Regions from separate parts of the Rattus norvegicus genome. Here region 2 is linked to region 1. Evidence: chromatin contacts called from public Hi-C data. All regions are on one chromosome and are shown on one strand. The core of a region is the stretch at or near the end of the contact, and the rest is flanking DNA. Distances in the headings are between cores, read along the strand shown.

Region 1 (6,833 bases), core at 2,812-5,311:
AGGATTCCAGAAGAAGCCAGGCAAGAATGTAAGGCAAACAGTAGTAGGCAGCCACATGCTAAACGCAGAGTGACGATTCCCCACTCCAGAATCCTTAAAAAGGCAATGAACGCCTTTCCGCCAGTGGATAGCTGCTGGACTCCAGAGCCTGTGCCACATGGTGACCTTGCAGCTGGACATGGGGTCCCCACCATTCTCTGAATTCAGCGGCTGGGGCAGCAGCAATCAGATGTTCAGCCAGTGACGTGACTTCCAAGTGGGACAATCAGAGGAGCATCATAGGAAAGCTATAGAGGAGGTTGGCCAAGATGGCTGGCTTATGACAGGTCACTGTGAGATAAGTGTTCCCATGATTTACACCAATGTCCCCAAAGATCAGACTCTCAGAGATCTGCAAAGTGCTACAGCTGACAGGGAGAGATGGGGGAGAAGGAGCCACTGAACCTGAGGAAGCTTTGTATGTCCGGAGTGGCCTTCCACATTCCCAAAAACATTTCTCTTGGCTTCTGGTCGAGAAGAAACAAAACAGAACAGAACAAAACAGAATAGAACCAGTTTATGGTTCATGTCCACTTCAAAGATGGGTCTCAGTTCATATCCAGAGTCAGGCTGCCAAAGAGACCAAGTCCAGTAGACAGCCAAGAGAGACAGCACCTGCTTTCTCTCTCTCTCTCTCTCTTCTTTGGGGGCTCTGAGGGTGGAGAGGTCTTCTCACAGTGGTGAAGTGAGACAGTGAGGATGGAAAAACAAACAAAACAAAAAGCAAAAAGGTCTGTGCCCCAACCCTTCCTCCCTTCTGTTAAATAACTTCCCAGCTGAGTTATGGAGGCACTTTTCTGCAGTTCACTGTGGGTACAGATAAAGGCACTAAGCAAGTATTAAATCAATTGGCTGAGTTTCTTCAGGGAGCCTCAGGGGGGAGGGCCGAAGTCTCTATAGACTTCAAATCATGACTGCGAAAAGAAATCGGCTCTGCTCTGGATGCATGAAGAGGTCAGCGTTATCACTTACATCCTAAGAATGCACCAAGAAACCATGCAATATTGCACCTTTTTTTTGTTTGTTTGTTTGTTTGTTTTGCTTGTATTTATGTTCAGCTAGAAAGAATGCTTGGTTTTAGGTCTATTAAATACCTTGAATGATTTATTTAGTTTTCCACAGTTTCCCCTTAAAGGATGGGCATATTGGTCCTCTCTCTGTCTATACCTGCATAGAAGCTTGACATTTCCCTGAGCAAAGGCAGGAAAATTGACGGGAGTTTCCCCCACCCCACCCCCACCCCAGTGTTCCTTTGGGCCTTTCGTCCCACAGGCTTGTAATTTTTAGTATTTTCTAATTTTTTTTATTACTGAAACCATGCATTAATTAATTCAAGGTATATCTTAATCAAATAGGCCATAATGCTGACTAAGAGAACATGCTTTGAGCTCGGAAAAGGGACTGTCCCCATCTAAGGTACGTACTTAAATACAGTACTTTAGCTGCTAAGAAAAGAGTTAATAAATGAAGGAGTGCACTTTTGGTGAATGCAAATGAAACGGACTATATTTAGAAGAGTCGATTTCAACGTAAGCTTATTCACTATTGTCTGGGCTAACTTTCTCAGCATGCGATTATAAAATAAATGTTATCGGATTCAAACATGCTTACCATTGAACTCTTGTGCTCTTGCAATAAGGAGGGTAAGGTTTATCATCCACTTCTGAAGGTCAGGGGTCAGGATTGGTTTAAAAAAAAAACAAACCTATATTTGGATCATCTGCAGTTGAGAGAACTTAGCAGCCTTACAGATGAAACAACTCATTTAATCAAGTTGCCCTTTTCTTAGAGAATAGACTGGGATTTAGGAGAACGGGGCAGATGGAAAATCCCAACAGATTGGGACCAGTAACAGATTTGCAAGGTGCTTTCTGAACCATTCTTAATGAGTCCGGATTTTGTTAGCCTTGTATGCAATTCAGTTGATCAAAATAAAAGCATTTTTCCCCCCACTGACCACTGAGGCTGTTACATGGTGTTCCACGGGGCACACTATCTGACATGTGCTGTGCAATTTGCAAAAATTTTACAGTGGAGTTCCATGCAAATTTGAATTTTTATGTTCCTAAGTGGTCATCTGATTTTTAGGTTTAAAAAAAACAAACAAAACAACTTAAGCCAAAAGATTGGAAAAACTTCAGTACAAGGAAAGCATGAGTCTTATTTCACACAGACTACTTCATGGGCAGCGTTTTAGAAAATCCTCTTTCTTTTCTCATTTTTTAAATAAAAATGAAAATAGTTGGTTATTGGGTTGGGTTGAGTTTTTATATTTTTTGTTGGGTTTTTTTTTTCTTTTTGCTTGTTTGGTTGGTTTTGTTTTTTAAATGTGATCTTGAAAGCTTCAGGTTTGCCCACCCCCCAAATTCACAATGCAACAGTGCATTGCCAGTTAAATAAAGCATTCAAAGACTACGGTTTTAGTAAAGTATCTACAGAGTGGGACAGGAGTCGCCAAGGGTTTTGTTTGGGGGCTTTTGATTGCTTGCCTGGTGCTTTTTTTAAACATCGGTCAGGAGCTTGCTCTTATTAACGCAGTTTTGATCAGTTGCGGTGCAGTTACCAGTTCTGATATTAGCCTGCCTGTAGTGGGCTATGCTATTGTTCATGTCCTCTTCGATCTCCATGTACTCAGACTTGCTGATAGTAGAGGAGCTGCGGCGGCTGAGGTCACTGTCAGAGGCTAAGTTAGGAGAACTAACATGGAGCAACTGAGCCTGCTCTTCCCCCTCAGTTTCTCGGTGGTAGAAATAGTTGAAATTGGACACAATGACAGGTACGGGCAGGGCAATTGTCAGCACACCAGCGATGGCACACAAGGAGCCCACGATCTTGCCTCCAATTGTCACAGGGTACATGTCACCGTATCCCACAGTGGTCATGGACACCACCGCCCACCAGAAAGCATCGGGGATACTGGAGAAGTGCGACTCAGCTTCTTCCGCCTCCGCAAAGTACACTGCACTAGAAAACAGTATGACGCCAATGAAGAGGAAAAAGATGAGCAGCCCTAACTCCCTCATACTAGCTTTGAGGGTCTGGCCCAGGATCTGAAGGCCCTTGGAGTGGCGGGAGAGTTTGAAGATTCTGAACACCCTTACCAAGCGGATGACCCTGAGGATGGCCAGGGAAGTGGCCTGCTCGCCCTTCTGATTCCCCTCCTGCTCAGCTATCTCTGTGCCCAGGGTAATGAAATAAGGGATGATGGCCACAATGTCGATGAAGTTCATGATGTTCTTAAAGAAGTCTGTCTTGCTGGGGCAGGCGAAGAAGCGCACCACCAGCTCAAAAGAGAACCAGATGATACACAAGGTTTCCACAATGAAGAAAGGGTCTGTGAAGATGTTAGAAGTGTAGATGACTGTGGTGTTATCGATGCGGTGAATGGTGCCCGTGAAGTCCTTGTCATCCTTCAGCTCAGGGAGAGTCTCCAGGCAAAAGATGACTATGGAGATGAGGATGACCATGACGGATACAATGGCAATAACCCGTGCAGGTCCTGAGCTCTCCGGATACTCAAAGAGCAGCCACACCTGGCGCTGGTACTCCTTCTCGGGTAGGGGGCGCTCCTCTTCCTTGATGAAGCCCTCATCTTCCCGGAACTTCTCCATGGCCTCCTCGCCCAACTCGTAAAATTTAATCTCCTCGGAGAACATGTCCAGGGGCACGTTGACCGGCCTGCGCAGGCGCCCCCCCGACTGGTAGTAATAAAGGATGGCATCGAAGCTGGGCCGGTTGCGGTCAAAGAAGTACTCATTCCTCAGAGGGTCAAAGTAGCGCATGCGTTTCTTCGGGTTGCCCAGCAGCGTGTTGGGGAACTGGGCCAGAGTCTTGAGCTGCGTCTCGAAGCGCAGCCCGGAGATGTTGATCACCACGCGCTCGCAGCATTCGTGGTCGTCGTGGTCCGCCTGCCTTGGGTAGCTGCCATCCTGGGGGTGACCTGGAGCGGCCGAAGCCTCGTCTGCATTCTCCCCTGACATCACCGTCATGATGGATGCAGGGTGCAGGGGTAGGAGGCCAGGAGAGAGCCCGGGGTGTAAAGGAGCGAGGGAGTAGGGGTGGGGGGGACCCAAACGGCCCCCCCACCGGAGAGTGAGTCTCCCCCACGCTCACAGGGAGGGGCTTCAGACCCAGAAGGTTCAGAGGTCTACAACTTTGCTAATTATCACCTCCCCTCCTCCACTCTGCCTTTTACCCAATTTGGAAACTCCTCTCGCCTAAGGGCCCCCAGTGAAGCTTTTTTTTTTTTTTTTTTGAGGTGGGGGTGCTCTGTTTTTGTGTTGGTGAATGGGTTTTTCTTCCTGATCTGATTGTCTTAACGCACACCTGCCATGACTTCGGGGCTCGCCCCGGCTCCCTTCCCCTCCTGCAGCCCTCCTAGGACCCGGTGCAGTGCCAACTCAGCAGATCCCCGGGCCTGGCACCCACTTTGCTGCTCCTTGGCTCTCCCCCCTCCTACCCCTCTTCGCCTGCCGCCTTCTAAGCTCCCACCGGGGCGATCGATGGACGCTGCGGAGAAATAAAAAGTGATACGAGGGTAGAAAATCAGAAGCATTCGGATGGGACGAACCTAAAGACACCGAAGAGCACAGACTACCACCTTTTGTAGAACACACCGGACTTTTACTGGGGTTAACACATACTCACAGACAGACACACAACAGACACCCAGAAATCCAAGTTTGGAAATCTTCCATCCCACTTTTCCCAACGCCCAACAGCCGATCTGTTTACAACTCCGTTAAACTGGAGATCGGGAAAGCGCTTAGCGATACTGGAGGAGCTGCGGGTCCTAGGCAGCAACCCCTCACCCTCAGCCTCCCCCACCCTGTCACCCCTATCTCGAATTCTGCAGCCCCGAACTAGGGAGCTTCCTACCTGGCGGACCGGCTTGGCGCAGAGGCGGTACTGAGACGGCGGAGAGTCTGAATGCGGCAGGTCGCCTTTGCAGCAGCCGGAGCGAGCAGCCGCCACCACCGCAGCAGCACGCGAGAGGCTCCGGCCCCTGGCGGTTCGCGTCCTTCTCCTCTCAGGAGTCCGATCGTTTTATCGAGCAGCTACGGAGGAAACGTCCGTACCCTACCCCCATTCTCGCACGGTGCAAGCAAACAGGAGATGCTGTCCTCTGTCTGGGGCAGAAAGTCCCGGAGGATGCGGGGTGGAAAAACAAAAAGGCCACCTTCTCCCGAGTCACCCAAGCAAATGGCGATAAGCTTCACTCTCGCCCCCTCCGAACACTACGGGAGCCCTTGATTCGATCCCGAGGGAGGCGGGCGGCTCAAAGCCTGGCTCTACATGGCTCTCGGGTAACCTGCACTCTCCGTACCACAGCACGGACCTCGTTCCGCGGCGCGCCGCGAGCCTTCAGCAGCTTGGAGTGGGGCAGGGAGCGTGTGGCCGCAGGTCCGCTCGGTCCATTTCTGGGCGCTGCAAGATCAGCAGAAACCTGAGAAAGCGCCTGGAATGCGGAGCAGCGATTGGCCCACCGGGGCGTGGGTTGGGGAGGGCGGGGGAGGGCAGGAGCGAGGAGGTAGATGGAAAATATGAGGGGGTGGTTTGGCAGAAGGGGGTTGTCATTCAGTTCCCATCCTTGCCTGTACAGTTTCCCCCCCCCACCTCGAGAAGCCCACCACCACCAACTCCTCTTTCCCAGTGGCCCGCAGCCCCGCCCACGCACGGCCCTCCGTTGCGAGCGACCTTCCCGGGAATTTCACATTGGAGATGGTCAGGTCCGACGCAATGCAGGCGGTGGTGTCCCTGGCAGAACTCCTTGGACCCGTCTGCTTTAGATGCAGTCACACAGGCAATCTTCCTGCGTCTCGCTCCTCCGCGCCACCCCGCCTCTCCCCCCAGAGGCCTCTCTCCCCAGCCCACCCTAGCCCCTCAACCCCCACGCCAGTGGCACTCCAAAGGGTGCAGTTTGGTAAGAGCGCTACAGTTGAGGTTCTCTGAGATTCATCCACACAGCGTTACTGGGGAAAGGTGGTGCCAAGTGTCTGTTTCTCCTGAACCTACCAGGGGGAGCTGAAGTTTTCTTACAGTCAGAATATTCTGAAATGCAGAGAATGTGACGGGGGACGGGGGCGGACGGGCAAAGGCGTCGTGGGTTTGTGGGTTGTCTGCCAACTTGGTGCTAATTGGGACAAACGGGAGAAGCAAGTCGCCCAATTCGTTTCCTACCCTTGGTCCTTCCTTCCGAACCCCCACCCACCCAGCGGCCCTTTGCCCCTCAGGACCACTTTCTAGGCTCTGGACATATTCCCGCAAGGGTCGCAAAAGCGGCAGCCTGAGCCGGGAACATGCGCGAAGTCCCCAGTGCCGCTGCGCCTGGATGCAGGCTGCACGGGAGGAGGAAGCCAGAAGCTCCGGTCCTTCCAGCGTAGCGGAGCCTCTGAGGAGCCCCCAAGAATCCAGAGTCACCGCTGATTGGTTCCTCGCACGGCCTTGGCACCGCCCCTTCGCACCACCGCGGCTCGTGTAGCCTGCCGCCCACACCACCCACCTCTTTAATCAAAGCCAGTGATCATATCCTCCTGGCTCTATTGTGGCTAGTGGAAGGCAAGAGCCTTTACAAAGATCCCGGGGATACAGCTAGTTAAATTCCTCCTCCAGATTCAGACCCCGGCATTCCTTTCAGGAAAAAAAAATAAGTGTTTGTTCTCTCCTCTCCTCCAGATTCCTACCCTGCCTTTTCTTCCATGAACAACGAGTTCTATTACACAGTACTTCTTCCCACCTTAAACTCCACCCAGTGTACGCTGGTCCCTCCATCCCAGAAACTCCATCCCCCGGCT
Region 2 (6,833 bases), core at 2,228-4,727, 66 kb after region 1:
GGGTAATTGATTTATGTATTAAGGGAGTGAGGAGTGGTTGCCTCTTGTCGCTATGAGGGTCTCCATGTCTATCTCGTCTTCTCCTCACTCCTTGCCCTACTAGAGTTTAGAAGAGGAACAGGCAGAGCAGGGTGACATCAAGAGCCCTGGTCAGTTTCAAGGAAGACATGGCCACAGGGACTGAATTTTATGAGGAGAGAGGAAGGAAGGTCATGTGAGGCCAACTGGTGAGGTAGCTGCCAGGCTTCCAGCTAGGCCATCCCCTCCATCCATTGTGTGCAAAGCAGAAACAAGGAAGTCTTTAGGTTCAGTCTATAGCATTGTCATCGTCTAGAATTTTCTGCCCTACTGCCCTCCTCCATTCAAGGCCTGTGAAACCTGCTTCCAAATATGGCCATTGGTGACAGGCTCAGGGAGACAGAAGAAAAGGACCCTGTGCAACCACTCTGAGGAGGACCTAGCGCACATTTGTCAGTCCCCTTCCCTTCTCTAAAGCCAGATCCCTTTGTCCTGCAGCGTGCCATCCCCTTGTACCTTCGCCAGCATGTTGGCACACATAGCACCCACCCACACACCCAGGTCTTTAACTCTACCTGCTCAGTGTTGGTTTCACGCTCAGCACAACGTGGTCAGACCAAAGGAAGACCCAGAGCTATGATACCCAGAGAAAAGACAAGGTGATAAACTCAGTCAGTGGCAGTGTCCTCTCCACTGCTAGGTGCCGGCATTTGTAACACTAGGACTGGAGACTTGGGAGCTTGACGCAGAGGCGGATAGGCTCTTACTCTTGTGTCCTGTGTGAAAGCAGCTTGATCCTGTTTTGTCTTCACCCACCCTCCTAAGCTTTCCTGTCTACCCCACAGTTGCAGGCAGGCACCCCTACCCGCTGTCCTAGCCTCTCCCACCTTGCTCTCGCAAATCTGCAGGAGGAACCCTTGGTTATTTGGCCTCCGTAAGGGCTTTAAAAATAGATGTGGATCCCCTATTTTTTTAAAAGTCCCTAGCTAAAAATAGCTCTCAGCATCTAGGGGAGAAAAAAAAAAAAGAAAGAAACTGCAGCAAAATTCAATTGGAGCAGTGACTTTCTTGCCTCTGATGTTCCAGGCCAGTTGCAGGGTAGAAAAGGCTTCAAGGGAGGGCAGGGGGCAGGGTTCTTTCAAGGACAGAGCCAGTGAGGGATGGAAGGCAAGAGATCCGCTGCAAAGTCCTCTTGATATCCTCTGGAATCTGGTCACTAATGCTCTCATGATCCAAACATCCAGGCAGCGATGGAGGGAAAGCTCAGAGCAGCAGCAGATGCCCCAGTGGCTGATGGGAGCCTGGGGATGAGAGCTCAGGGACAGGCACTCCTGAGACATCCCTCAAAAGACTCATGTCTGGGGGAGCCATAGAACAGAGCCGTCCTGTGCTGTCCAGCAGCAAGGAGAAGACTGGGGTGAGACGCTCTAGACTCCAAGGGAGTGAGGGACTCTTAGGAAATGGACTCTTGGAAAGCTGAGTTCCTATCTAGGACATGGATACACGGGGATGGGGATAGCCAGCCGTCTTTTGTGCCAGATTCTCTTGGTGGTTTGTGGTGAGGAGAGAGATTGTGGAGATGTGGTTTCACTTCCCCAAAGGGAGCATGTTTGAGATAGAAGGCAAACAAGTTCTCTACCCTCACACTCATTCGTACACACACAAGCACACAAATATCTTAGCTCACATCCACACACTTCACACGTGCACACACGCACACACACACACACACAGTACAGACACACCATGAACACATCTACACAGTACACACATGCACACTCATGTATGTTTGTGCCTATGAGTGTTCATAGACGCACCATGTATACACACATAGTACACACATGCACATAGACAGGCACTCATATACACATACACACATACATACCATACACTCATATACACTCTCATACTTAACATACAGCACATACACACATTCATATGCATACACTCATCTATACTCATATTCTAACACACACACATACACACACACACACACACACACACACACACACACACACACCTCATTTCAAAGCATTTAAAGGGATTTCTCCCGTGAACAGCCTTCATGGTGGCCTGGAGAAACACTTAACTGAGACCACAGTGAAAATGCTCTGGTCACTGGTAAGCTCTCGGATACTCTTAACATGTGCTTTGCACACGTTGGTCACAAGGCATGAGCATGCTGAAAAGCCCACTAAGGGTCCTCTGTTAGGAAAACCATTGGAGCTTCTGAGAAATATGCAAGTCCCCAAACTAAAGTCTTACAGACCATCCCTGTTTCTACAGCTTGTCACAGAGGCTGCACAAGTACAGCCGATGCATGTGGTGGAAACTGGTCCCTCAGATAAATTAGAGCGTCACGTGTTCCAGTGTTGCCTGAGCTCGTTTTTTTGATCTTCTCTCTGAAGTTACAGGATGGCTGCTGTCCTTCCTAGGAAGAGCATGGAGAGGGAGCCCTCAGCGACTGATATAGGAGCTGCTCTGAAGTGCCTTGAGGAATATGATGCTGTGTATAATGCTCACACATGCTCGGATGGAGAGGAAAAGGTTGAATGAGTAAAGTCCACGCAGAAAGAAGAGGGCTGAGAATGCTCACGGCGAGAGAGGGTAGCCAAGTGTATGCTGCTCGTGTGGAGAACAGAGGGCTGGATGCTGGGTACTCGTGTGGATGAGAGAAGGCTAGGTACAGTGTGCTCGTGGGGAGAGGGGCTTCCACACCTGATGCTCCTGTGGAGAGGAAAGGGTTGAGAACCTGACATCACCTCACTCGGAAAAGACGGGGCTGACGAGTGTCGAGTGTCACAGAAGCTGAGTGGTTAGTTCCTGGTCACACGATCTAGATCTGTCCCTCTGCCCCGGTGCTGTTCAACGTGTGGGCATCCTCTAAAGAGATGAGCTAAGGGGTGTACGGTGTGGACCATGGGCTTTTGCAAATTCAAGGCAGGTAAAGTACTCTCTGGATTATTTGTCCTCTTAACTCGAGGTTTGACTTAAATCTTTTTTACTACAGAATCCCTGGTTCTTCTCATCATGAGGACATGTACACAGACCTCAAACTAGCCTTTCCTTTTGCAGATTTATGTCCCCACACACCTGGGCGGGAAATGTCCTGGGCCAGCCAGTCCAAGTCCCCTGTCATCTCTCACAAACCACACACACACACACACACACACACACACGCACACACACACACACACACACACACACACACACCACTTTTATAAGCCACTTTCTTCGGCCCAAAACAACACAGCATCTTCATTTCTTCTCATAACTGCAGCCAGGCACCTATTGCATAACAGAATTGATGTAAGGCACTTTGAGGAACGGAAGGAAAACCAAGTGACTTGGGAAATAAACAGCCCCTCCCCTCCTCACCAGGCCCGTGGTTCCTGATGGCATCTGTGCGCATCCAGATTGCAGTGCAGTGCTTTGCTGCGGCCCTGGAACAGTGAGCTTTGTTGCCGATGTTCTCAAAGGCTTTGCTCAGCGTGCCTCAGTACTTTTCCTCTTCTCCGCTGCTCAGGCCGGTAAAACAATAACCTTGTCTCCCCCTAGTGGCCGAAACTCGCAAGCGCTGACCTGGGAGCCTTCTCCCAATCCTGGTAATTAACCAAGGCTCCGTTGCCTTGGAGACTAACTACTCGCTCATCTGTGGGGCTGCCTCTTGCCTACAAGCTTAGAAGCCCATAGGTTATGATTTTAGAAGTCCCTGAAACGGATGTAGGTGACACATGGCTGAGACTGTGTTTCGGGCTGGAGAGAAGGCTAGGCTCACAACCAAGTGTTTCAAGTTTAATAGCGCAGAGTATCAGTCCCCTGACCTAAAGAACGACCTTTGCCTGGGAAGGATATGCTCATTCTTGGACCCTTTTTAGCCGAGGTTATTTGATAAGATGCTTATCCAGCACAAATCCCTAAATTCTATCCCAAGCACCATGTAAACCTGGAGTAGGTGCAGGTCTGCAGCCCCAGTGAATTCCAGGGCAAGCCAAGCCACTTGAGACCTTGTCTTTTAAAACAAAAACAAAAAACACCCCCCCCCCCCAACTTTCTCATACCTGTGCATTCAGCAACTCTTCGTTGCAGCCCAGGAACCTACCTCGTCTGTCTGTCCTAGGTCTGTCTGTCCTAGCATCTGACTTTGTATAGCACAGGCTGTCCTTTAGTTTTTGGTTCCCCTGCCTCAGCTTCCTGTCTGCTGTGATTACAGGTACAAACCTCCACACTGAGGTAGGAATTCCCATTTAATACATCCTCTAGATGACTCTGGCCCACAATGGGTTACCACAGCGTAGCCCACATACACCAAGTGTCCTTGGCGTTTCGTTCCTGTTCATTTTCAGAAGCCTTGTGTGAGCACCAAAGAGCTGACCAAAACAAACGTGGGAGATACTTGTCTCAACCAGTCATTACTGGCAATGCTTCAATTCGAATGAGAATCCTTTCTTCTGGCTCCCCACCCCCGCCCTGCTCCTCCCTGTTATCTTCAGAACCCATCTCGGAAACCGGGATGCAGTTCAGTTGGTAGGTTGCCAACTGCACAAACCCCAGCACTGCAGACACTGGGCATGGTGGTGCCTGCATGCAATCCCAGCACTCAGAAGACAGAGGTAGAAAGAACAGGAGTTCAAGGCCATCCCTGGTTACAAAGAGAGTTTAAGGCCAACGTGGGATACATTAGACCCTGTTTCGAACCTTAAAAGGGGGAGGGACCAAACCTTAAAGGGGGAGGGGCCAAACCTTAAAAGGGGGAGGGGCCAAACCTTAAAAGGGGAGGGGCCATGATGATGCACACCTTTGCTCTACCTAGGCCAGTCAGTACTGTATAGTGAGACTTTGTCTCAAAAAACAACCAGATAGCAGTCATTTAAAGACAGCTTGAGTGCAGGTGAGGCCGCCAGAGCCCCTGTGAAACACACCACTCGGAATCTGAGAGGAGTGAAGATCTGACCCCTCGCAGGGTCAGGCTCCGTACCAAAGCTCACTAATGGGCACCATCTTGCAAAGACTAAGGATGTCTGGAGAGGCAGCCAGACCGGGCAGGAGATGAGGGGTTGGTGTTTTGAAAAGACACCTTTGTGCGGGCCATTTTTAATGGGCTCCTTTACAAACTTCAGGAAGCAGGGGACTGGTAAGATCAAACACACATCCGTTATAAGAAGGAACTTGGAGGCATTTGATGCGGCTCCCTGCTTGACAAGGGGGGAAGCTGAGGACACGACCCAAAGACTGGCCCTGGAGTCCTCTCTCTCAGACCCCTCGTAACTCAGGTCCAGTTGCCGGGTAGGAGTTCTCAATGATTTGACTTTGCTGCTTAGCCCGTTTAGAGCCCATAAAATGTGACCGACTGGTATTTGTGCTGGAGGATTGTTTTCCCAAGAGACACCTGGTTTTTTGCTTTGTCATCTCCTGGTTCCTGGGGATAGTCCTTCTCCACAGAGAGCAAACTGAACCCAAGTCCGCTGGCCACCAGGCTTCTGTTAGGAATTTCCTCCACGGTGTCATAACTGATTCCTAATATTCCCTTGGCCCTTCCAGGAGGTTAAGAGCAACCCACAGGTAAGGGCTCCAGAAATTACTCACCTGCTTTCACAGGCCAGAGAATGAGGGGCCTTTGGTGCCCTGGCTGCTTCCCTATTGGCACACGATGTGTAAGCAGTCATGTTTACCAGAGCACACAGCAACCCCACGGGTGGCTGTCACCCATTTACCTCTGGTCATGGGCAACCTCAGGGCAGCTGTACTACATCAGGGAAGCTCTGACACATCCCCACCAAGGAGAGAGCCTAACAGTCCCAGCTGAATGACTATGCAGACTGTGAACCCCGAATAGATTTACACAAGAGGGCTTTGGTTGGTCCTTCCAAACCGGAGTGGCTAACTCAGGGGCTGCAGCCGCGAGCCTGCATTCGGGAAGGAAAGTGACTGTAGCTCCCTCTAGTGGACTGTTGGCAGAAATCCGAATGGAGAAGGGTAGGAGAAGGCACCTGACCTTGCTGCTGCTGCTGGGTGTCACTGTAATGAGTCTGGTCTTCAGAGGAAGTTACTCTCTTCACACCCAATACAGAATGCCTTGGAGACAGGTCACGAGGCTGTCCTCATGATCGAGTAGCAGGCCCAGGAGCCATTACCACTCAGCTGTGAATAGGCCAGAGGCATTTCTCTCTGAGGTTACTTTTCTCCCATTTGCCAGAATGTTTAGAGAGCATTCAACCCGCCCAACTTCCATCCCTGTGGTGCTTTGAAATGCTGGGTGGCCGTGACAGTGTCTCTGTGAACTCACAATCGATAGCTTGTCAAAAGAGCATGGGTGCAGGGAGTCTGACTGCAAGCATGTTCTCCAACTTCACCACGCCTTGCCACAGCCATCAGTCATGGTTCCTTTTCCACATTTTACCCACTGTACCCCAGTAAACCAGGTAATACTCTGACGTCAAGCTGAGAAAGAGAACAGTCCTCTTCTGTGACTGAACAGACAAAGACGCCAAGCTGAAGCAGCCATCAGGACTAGCAGATATTATAAAGATGGGACTGAGCAACTCATAGCGAAGGAAGAGCACAGCCACAGGACCCATCCCATAGCGAGGAGAGTAAAGAAAGGTGATGGCTGGAACTTACACAGGCTCACAGCCAGTGAGTCAACACTCTACTTATATTAACCCGTTTAATCATCACAAAAGCCTTGTGTCATCGGCAATCTATAAAACTGCCATTCTTGCCTGGGTACCAGACGCATCTGAATGCTAGCCAAAGCCGTCTGGTTATTATAACTGCCTGCTGCTGAGTGTGGAGTCTCAACAAGAGCCGAACCA

The links. Hi-C and Micro-C count contacts between places; a contact is called where the count stands out from the background.
Region 2: a contact with region 1 is called in a Hi-C map of prefrontal cortex, with 5 times the contacts expected there. The contact joins the enhancer-like site here to the promoter of Kcna1 in region 1. A contact is called at or near these places in 2 of 12 Hi-C or Micro-C datasets (frontal cortex and prefrontal cortex).

What each region holds. Positions count from the first base shown.
Region 1 is chr4:161,153,213-161,160,045 of GRCr8, forward strand. Kcna1 (potassium voltage-gated channel subfamily A member 1) reads right to left here and starts at 4,062. Exons shown (of 1, transcript NM_173095.3): 1 at 2,317-4,062. The coding sequence starts at 4,028. The coding sequence ends at 2,541.
Region 2 is chr4:161,219,519-161,226,351 of GRCr8, forward strand. No RefSeq gene overlaps it. Among named protein-coding and RNA genes, the nearest start is that of Kcna6, 39 kb to the right of the region's middle. Within about 2 kb of position 3,478, at least 43 of the 93 cell types and tissues checked have an H3K27ac peak or open chromatin away from gene starts, as enhancers often do. A contact at or near this core is called in prefrontal cortex, where this site is marked.